Linked DNA regions of Danio rerio: region 2 is linked to region 1. A link is a contact called in public Micro-C data. All regions are on one chromosome and are shown on one strand. Each heading gives the region's core, a stretch centred on a gene start, on an enhancer-like site or on the middle of the called end of the contact. The rest is flanking DNA. Distances are from core to core; before and after follow the strand shown. Region 1 overlaps aplp2 (amyloid beta (A4) precursor-like protein 2). Region 2 holds the start of aplp2 (amyloid beta (A4) precursor-like protein 2).

Evidence for each region. A called contact is a pair of places that touch in the nucleus more often than the background predicts.
Region 2: a contact with region 1 is called in a Micro-C map of caudal fin, with 2.8 times the contacts expected there. The contact joins the promoter of aplp2 here to the enhancer-like site in region 1. A contact is called at or near these places in 6 of 18 Hi-C or Micro-C datasets (caudal fin, embryo, hematopoietic stem cells and 2 more) and 2 of 4 datasets of contacts at active chromatin or transcription factors (caudal fin and gastrula embryo).

The regions. Positions count from the first base shown.
Region 1 is chr18:47,330,078-47,334,975 of GRCz12tu, reverse strand. aplp2 (amyloid beta (A4) precursor-like protein 2) reads left to right here. Exons shown (of 17, transcript NM_001123012.1): 15 at 3,505-3,561. Among named protein-coding and RNA genes, the nearest start is that of prdm10, 11 kb to the right of the region's middle. Within about 2 kb of position 3,550, at least 3 of the 62 cell types and tissues checked have an H3K27ac peak or open chromatin away from gene starts, as enhancers often do.
Region 2 is chr18:47,485,254-47,490,151 of GRCz12tu, reverse strand. aplp2 (amyloid beta (A4) precursor-like protein 2) reads left to right here and starts at 2,043. Exons shown (of 17, transcript NM_001123012.1): 1 at 2,043-2,251. The coding sequence starts at 2,180.

The sequences.
Region 1 (4,898 bases), core at 2,301-4,800:
AAAAAAGTTTATTCCAGCCAAATTCAAAGCATTAAGACTTTATCCAGCAGAAAATTATTATCGAAGACTGTTAAAAATGTCGTTGCTCTGTTAAACATCAATAAGGAAATACAAGAAAAATAATTTGTAAAGTCACAGAAGATAATAATGTTAGGGTTAATAATTTTGTCTTCAGCTGTATATATGAAAACATTTTTGGATTTTAAGTCATGTAATTTTAGATTGAATGTTTAAATGTTTATTTAATTTTAGCCACTTTACAATAGATAGTCTAATATTGCAAATTGAACTTGTACAGTTTAATTATGAGACAGCAGCTCTGATAATGCCACAGAACTGCTTTTTAAAAACAACTTTTTGTTTTCTTTCACCCATTTTGCAGTCTAAAATTGAGGCTTTAGAACCTAAAGCCTCAATTGTAGACTGCAAAATTTAAATCATGTACTGTATGTCCAGCAACAACATGTCTTGTAATGTTAGTAGCTGTCTTTTGTCGCTATAGAAAAGCACAAGTGTGAACAGAGCCTTTAAATCGATTTGGTTGATATCCTGATCCATGTTTAGAGATTAGACTGACAAGACTTTCAAACAGAAATGCCACAAATGTAAATTCAGTATAAATTTCCAGAAATTTTCTTTTAGTCTATACATCAGAAAAATCTATATCCTCCGCTGAAGCCTTTGATAGCTAAAACATCCTTACCCAAGCAGTTCTTTTGCTGCCTTGCAATATCTGCTTCCAGAAATACAGATCTGGTTTATTTCAGGCTCATCTCATGCATATCCCAGCATTCACTGCATGCCATCTTCACATATTTCCCAGTCACATTCCAGTGTCCCTCTAATGGTGGTTGCGATGAGCTGTACTGGATACTAGCAGTGCATGATCTCTGAAGAATGTGACTCGTGTGTTTGCCTTGTACAGTGTTTGTGCATGTTTGTCTTCATGAAATCACATAGAGGAGCTTTCAGAGGTTTATGATCATCTACTGGTGTGTTCGCTAATAAAAGGTTTAGTTTGATTGGAACTAATGCGGTTCATTGGAGTTAGTGTGACGGTCATGTGAACTCTGATGAACCTACAAGTGGACCGTCTCAGTTGACTTTAGGCCATGCCCACACTAATATGTTTTTGTTTAAAAACGTATATTTTTCTCTCAGTTTCAGCATTCTGTTCACACTTAAGGCTGTTTTACACTTCTGCTTCGAGTGATCACTGTGTAATTTTTTGTTTTGTGAGATTGGGATGCATAGACTAAAACTCAGCAGGGCTCAAAATTAACCTTTTTGCTTGGTAGCACCGGTGCTCCTAACTTTAAAAATGTAGGCGCATCAGCCAAAATTTAGTCACACCCACCAATTATAAGCACCGTTATTACAAGTTTTATACAAACATATTTATTGCATTTGAAATCAACAGTAATCAAACTAACAAGCAAATATATATATATATATATATATATATATATATATATATATATATATATATATATATATATATATATATATATATATATATATATATATATATATGCAAGCGTGAGGAAAATATGTCTCAACGAAATCCCGTTATCACAAGAAAATAGATTTTAATAACATAACTGAGTGACTAAATGATACACGGAGCGCTCACCGGCCCTGCACGCACTTGACATGAATGAATCTGTTAACGGTATAACTGTGCTGTTTTGACGGGTGCTGTCTGATATTGCACTGATGCTTTTGACATATACTGTACCTTATTATATGCATACGTTATGTTTATAGCAATACCGGTCTTTTTATGAGTAGCCATGTTAGTTTACTCAGTGCAAGCCCGTTTGCGATGGTGTACGTGGTGTTAAATTTGACATATAGCTGCCCTTTGCACGGCAGACAGCATCTGGCGATTATATGAAGGATTAAACAGAAGCTCCCGTGCTAGATGTGGCAAACAGTTACCTGAAAATTCCATCCCACAGACTTTTCATAGCGTACTTGAAGCCAACGGAAGTCTTTTATCCACTTTTCGAAAAGTGTAGATGGTGGATTAACATTCAGCACATGATCGCTAGTAAGATGCGTCATTATATGTAACTTTAGATGCCATGGTTTCCAAAACAAAATCTGTCTGTGTTATCTTCACTCTCATCTTCAGCGCTTTATAATTTTTCGCGGTTGTAGCTCTCTCTGTCATCCCAAGCCAGAAGGCATTGACTGAGTAGAGCAGTGGCGGGCCAATGAGAAGAGCGCAAAGGCGGGGCAAGCATTACGGACTTGGCTTTGTTTACTGCAGCAAGTTGACATGACAACTGATTTAAACCATTCCTGAGCGCAGCGTTTCGCGTTTCAAGTACAAAGATGCATTCTGCGTGAATGTCTCCCAAATCCACGCATGTGGTGAACATTTTATAGTAAAAACTGGTCGCACACAACAATTTTAAGCATTCGCACAAATGCTCCCAAATATATTTTGAGGTCGCATAGATAAAATTTCGGGAGCATGTGCGACCAAAATGGTCGCTATTTTGAGCCCTGCTTATTGTAATACCAGTTGTAAACAGGACCTAAATCCTCCAGAAAGTTGAATGGTTAAAACCATGTTTTGGTTAAAACATGGTTTAAAAATGGTTAAAAATGGTTAATGGTTAAAAATGCCAGTGTGAACAGTCCAACCAGTGCTAATGTATCTTTTTTTTATCTTGACCAAATGAACCTCAAAAAAATGTACAAGTGTGAACACACCATGAGCAATATAAAAGGAATAGTCTACACAAAAATGTATTTTATGCTTATTTATTTGCGTTGATCTTGTTCCAACTCTGTATGACTGACTTTTTTGTGGAACAAGATATTTTGAAGATTGTCAGAAACTGAGCCATTTTTGATTCTATTGACTTTCACCGTATTGGCACAAATACAATGGAAGTCAATGGGAAACCATTGGCTCGGTTGCAATGATATTTTAAAGAAAATCCTCTTTTGTGTTCTATAGAAGTGAGTAAACTATGTAAAGAAGTGTGTTGTTTGAGTGGAAATATCTCTTTAACTCTACTCTGATTGCTTCTCACTTGAATGTTTTCCAAAAATGGTCTTTTTGTGTTTGATGGCAAAATTACTAAATGAACATGAATGTTTACAGTAGCTCTGCACTAAACGCAACCAGTCATGTCATTTAACAAGGACATCATAACCACATCAGACCGTCTAAATTATCTTGGATTTGCTCACAGTATTTAATTCTCATTTATTACAACAAAACCAGCACCACAACCTCCACAGACAATGTGTTACTTCAGCATTTTAACATTTTGTCCCTGTAAATCTTGGTTTTTATATATATATATATATATATATATATATATATATATATATATATATATATATATATATATATATTATTCGACATTACCTTAGACTGCACACACCACATTCTCTTACTCACACACACACACACACACACACACACATACACACACACACTGAGTCTTCAGTAACTGAGCCTGCCCCTGTCTGTGTTGACAGGTGATTGATGAGACTCTGGATGTTAAAGAAGTGATTTTGAATGGTGTTGATCCTCTGGTAAGTACAGCGCCCTCCTGTGCCCAACACATGGTACTGTCAAACACTGCAGTCTCCCATTCTGGCCTGTAAATGTATTTGCGGAGTATTCTGTACTCTCTGTGAGCAAATGACAGTTTTACATCATTCATGGCCTTATATTGTTTCTCCACGCGTTTCCACAGCACGTGTGCATGTTTTTGATGCGATCGCATGGGCATGTCAGCGGACACGGTTGATCATTTGTCATCATTAGATTCTCACACAAATGGGATTGAACGCTTAACATTTGTGTGCTAAATTGCCAGTCTGTGCACATTCAGTCCATTTAGCACTTCACAAAGCAGATCAATACACACCCAACACATTCATTCAAGGTAAAGCTCAATTTTGATCTTAACTAAAGACGCCACTTTTCCTTTAAATAGGCAAATTTTACACGTCCATATAGTTAGAGTTCACTTTTACCATTTAATAATCCATTCAGATGATTTCCAGGTCTGGCGGGACGACTTTTAGCTTAGCTTAGCATAAGTCAATGAATCGGATTAGACCATTAGCATCTCGCTCAAAAATGATGAGTTTTTTGATAATTTTCTTTTTTAAAGCTTGACTTTTCTGTCGTTATATGATGTTTTAAGACTTATGGGAAATAAAATATTGCTATTTTCTATGCTGATATAGGAACTATGCTCTTATAATTATCAAGGAACTTAACTGTAGTACCATGGCTGCAGCGATGAAGTGATATTACATAGCTATGTGAAATTTTCAGGTGCTGCGTAAATATCGAATAATACCTCTTAAAATTCTCTGGATATATATATTTATAATTATATATTTGAATAAAACAGTTTTTGTTTTTATTTTGTAAACTGCTGATGACGTTTCTTCCAAATATAATATTCAGAATTGGTCCTTTTTTTTGTGCATAAATTGATATTTGTTGAGATGTTATACTTTTAGATGTCATATTCATTTCAAGAAATCAATATTTGATGAAATTGCTCTGATTTTCAATCACTAAAACATTTGTTATATTGATAAATTGTAATATACTGAAGAATAATTCTCTGTTTTTATTTCAAATTTGAAAGAATCGTCAGCATATGTTTATATACAGTGCTCAGCATATTTGAGTACACATCTTACAAATCTCTTTTAATTTAATATTTTTTTACAGGATTTCTGTTTACAATAATATACACTACCTGACACAAGTCTTGTCGTCATTTCCAGTTGCAAGAGCCACAAATAATAACGTGACTTCTAGTTGATCATTTAGAAAAGTGGCAGAAGGTAGATTTTTCCGATGAATCATCTCAATCATCACAAATACTGCAGAGGATTTATTGGAA
Region 2 (4,898 bases), core at 794-3,293, 160 kb before region 1:
TATATATATATATTATATTATATTTTATATATATATATATATATATATATATATATATATATATATATATATATATATATATATATATATATATATATATATATATATATAATATAATATAATATAATATAATATAATCATTTTTTTTGGGGGGGGGGTCAATTTATTTTATTATTATTTTCTTTTTTATTTATTTATTTGTTTTTTTTTCTTCTTTGTGTGTTTTGTTGATACATTATGTAAAACCGTTAAAAAAAAAAAAAAAAAAAACACACCTGAACTAGCTAATCAAACTCTTTCTAGGTATACTAGAGTTCCAGGCAGCTGTGTTGGAGGAAGGTGGAGCTAAACTATGCAGGACACCGGCCCTTCAGGACCGAGTTTGGACACCCCTGCCATAGATATACAGTAGGGATTTTTATATAATCTGTTCCCACTCCAACCCCTAAACTCAACCCTCACAGGAAACAACCTTTTCACATTTTTAAAATACTTTTATGAACCAAAGTAATGTCCCCACAAGGTTAAAATTAACTTGTATCGCTTCACTGACCGCAGTGTGTTTGTACCTCTTCCTCACATTGTGCAGACCAAATTTCCCCACAACATGAGGAATACAAGATGCACACCCACACACACAGCAGATGACATTTAAAGCTTCTCTGTCATATTTATTGACTATTGGATTGTGTGAATGCGGAGTGATGGGGAAGCAGACGGTGCATTGTGTTATAACAGCAAGCAGAAAAAAGATGATGTGGACTGATTTTACATGATTCACCTGTAGATGTTCGGAAATGACGTGGAATAAATGTATTTCCTTATCAAGCAATACTTACCTTGATTTTTCTTCAAGTGTTGTTAATAAAAATTTCAATTCCCTCCATCTTGAACATGGTCTCAGATGCCATTATTCATTGTCATAGAAACCAGTTAAATAATCTTTCACACAAACTTTTAAAAGCGACATTACAGTGTTGTGGTGGAAATGACACTGATACTGTGCGACTGTAATATTTTGAATAAAAAAATAATATTGATAATAGTCTCACATTAATAACTATTAAAATATTTAAATTATTTTACTAATGCTTCATTAAGACACATTAAAAGATACTAAAATCCTTTGTTTCTTCCTTCTAATGTACAGCTTTTCTGTTCATGGTCTATATGTAGGCTCATGATTACTCATGATGTAATAGTTATTTATTTGTACTTAACTTCTACTCTGTATTTGGCTTTACATTATTCTTTATTTTTTTATTAATTAACTTATTTATTTTTATTATAACACAGCAAGCTTTTAACTTCTGTCAATATATAACAAGTCTACCTGGGTGGGGGGCGGGATTCGTGTTGTTTTATGATATGGTCAAATGCTGTCTGCTCTCTATATTAAACAAAAACTGAAATAATAAAAACAATTGTTTACAAAAAAAAGAAACATTAACAGATACCAGATAAATAATCTTTTAAAATGTTGTTTTCATTGTTGAAATTTAAAACTCGACAAGGGTGTGCGACAAGGTGAAAACAGTGAGTTTAACACCTAAAGGAGGTTGAATAATAAGAAAAAATATAATAGAAAGCTAGTAATTATTTTTTAAAGTAGGTTTTATTGTTAGTTTGACAAAGAAAGAGGAATTTGAACAAAATTATGTAGAAACAAAAAATAAATTAGTTTGATTTCTTACAAAGTATCTGTAAACTGAAAACTGTAAACAAAGTAAATACTATTTCTTAGATTTTTTTTCTTTTTATAACATCACCATAACCAAATAATTATAAACTTCACTATAACCCCAAAGTCTTGATGATGGAAACATGTTGACGCCAATTATCTACCCATTTCGTAACAGACTCACACCCAACGAAAAAAGCAGCAGCGACAGATTAATGACCTCATTTCCGGTCGGTCCCTTGTTCAGTCGGCCGGTGGCGCGCTTGTTCATGTTTTAGCGCTCGATCCCGTGCAGCGGCAGTTTGTCGGACACGCGCAACATTCCACGCGCGCTGAAAGCTGGATCAACGCACAGTGAGGAAAACACAAGCAAAGAGAGACGCACACTACAACCGCCCGAGGACCGTTTACTGAGCTCTTCTCCGTTTCATAGCCTCGAAAATCAGTCCACAGCGGGATATTTTCAGCACAAATCCCAGCAGAGAGTGACCGTGGAAGATGGGTTCAGTCCCCGCCGTATCTGTGCTTATTCTGGCGATCGCTGTTCCGAGTCTAGCCGGATACATTGAGGTATGTGCGCACTGATATTTCACCCTCGGTTTCAAGCTTGGGCTATTTTGTTTACACACGCGATTCTCTTCCTTAATGTGTTTTTATTTAAAATTCCTGGTTCTTAAATAATGTCTATTTAAAATCATTAGTCCAATAAACATAATTTAAAGTGCTCACGTCCCATGTTATGGCTATTAAGACCGGTTGACAAAACAGAAACTAAAATATTTTGATGTAAAATATTAAATAACTGTCATTCTGCCTTTATATTTTCACTTTACTATTTATATCTGTATTGGGAAGCTAAACCTCAATCGACATCAAGTTACTGTTAATTCTCTTAGATAATGTGTCTGAGTTCATCCATAGACAATATGTAAACGTTTATTTATTACTGTAGGTTTGTTTTCTTTATTATTATTGTAAACTTAATGTAATCTATTATGTTGTTGGAATATTTAGAATTCTATCTATCTATCTATCTATCTATCTATCTATCTATCTATCTATCTATCTATCTATCTATCTATCTATCTATCTATCTATAGGTAGATATATATATATAGATATAATTATGGATTAGGTATAGATTATAGTTGTGTTCTTAAACTAGAAACCATCACACACTTTTCCCTAACGCCTCTTTCATGACTTTATATTTGTAGCATGATATGGTTTTTGTAGTTTAGGTAAGTAAAATGGACAGAAAAAATAAATTTAAGAAAAATATTGTATCGGTCAGACTATCATTATACATATTCATCAACAATTGATTTTAGGTGATTTATGTAATCTTCCTTTTGCATGACAAGCTTTAGGTGTAAAAAAAGACTTGTTCAAGGGATAGTTCACCCCAAAATGAAAATTCCATCATTATTTACAACTCCACTTGTTCCAAAACAGTTTGATTTACTTTCTTCTGATGAGCATAAATGAAGATACAGTGCTCAGCCATTTTTTTTTATCAATTTCTCAGTGAATATAGGCAATGTATTTTGGTGCATTTAAACAAAACAGATTTTATTAAACTGTATATTTAATAAAATGATATTTTAGTCTTCAATCATATCTAGAAATTGAAAGATAATACTGTTAAATTCAAGCAAAATATTGCAAAAATAGATTACAACCTAATTCAATTACATTCTTCTAATATTTTGCTTCTCTTGATTATTCTTCATTTTTAAATTTGTATTTAATATGTTTCTATAACATAGAAACATGGGTGTACTGGTTTTTGGACTTTTATCATAAGTTATTTATCTCCAGATTTGGTTTCAGATTCTGATCGAATGGATATGCACAAATATAAGTTTGTAGCTTTCTATTAAAATATGAATTTAAAAGATAGATTTGTGAGGGGTGATCTTATATATGCTGAGCACTGTATTTTAAGGTAAGCTGGAAACCTGTACCCATTGACTTCTATAGTAGAAAAAAGCATGCCAATAGATATAAATTTCCACCTTTCTTTACGATATATTCACTTTTGTTCAACAGTAGTAAGAAAATAGTCACTAAATAATCACAATTTACATTAATGGTTGAACTATCACTTTAAAACCTGAGTTTAAATCTCTCAGACAGCAGCACCGTCAAGTGTTGTGAAACGTGTCAGTTGATTATACAGTAACCAAAATATGCGCATGAATTCTTGTGGTGTGTTAAAGGAAGTCAAACTTACGAAGAAGCTCTCACACCTTTCCTAGATTGACTCTGTGTGTTTGCTTTAAACCTAATCGCAGCTGCCCTTCTCCTGGAGGCATTTTTGCTCTTTTATTTTATTTATTTATATTGTATGTATGTGTGTGTGCCCATAGTCCCCTCCGATGGCATGCTGTTCCAATGAGAGCTGAGCCTGCAGGCATGATATAACCAATTATGAAACGATTCTTTTCGATGCCAGAACTAATGGCAGCGAAATAAATAATGAAATCTCTCTGTTCTAATTGATGCATTTAGAGTGTTGCAGCGACGCTTCTGGATATATGCAAGCATCAGCATTACTGTAGAGAATCTGAGATTCATTTTACCTGCGGATCAATATTATGACCCTATTGTATTTCTCTTTTTTCCTTCTTAAACATTTGACTCCTTGTATCCTCGATTGTTTACCTGATATCTCCTCAAGCATGCGGTTATTTTCGGGGAGAGAGGTGTGTGCTTTTCTGCTGGAGTGTTGTTGACCTCAGATCTGATTTATAACCCGGAAAGTTCTGCAGAGGTTCTGCGCAGCCCCGAGCTGTTCTTGCTAACCGAACACAGGACAGCTGCATCTATCGAAACCTTCAGTTTCTCCCTCCCATGTAGCTGGGGATGGGAATTACTCCTTCGCTTTTACCAGGTGCTGTTGTTGTGGTTTGCAGGAGACAAAGGGAATGTGTTAAAATCACACTGGGCTTTTTGTCTGTGTTGTTGATGCTTTGCTGTTAGATCTCTGAAGCCGATGGAAGCTCGGATTTGGCTTTTATTTAGTTTCCTCAGCTGTTTGATATGTCACATTTTTATTTTGTTGTAGTCATACGTTATATAACCATGACACATTCAGGCTCAACTATAAGCATTTTTCCCTCTATTCTCAATGGCTCTCTGGCTAAAATGTTGTTGTGATCAACAACCTGCGTAAAATTTGTAATACTATGAAATCAGGGCTTGACATTAACTT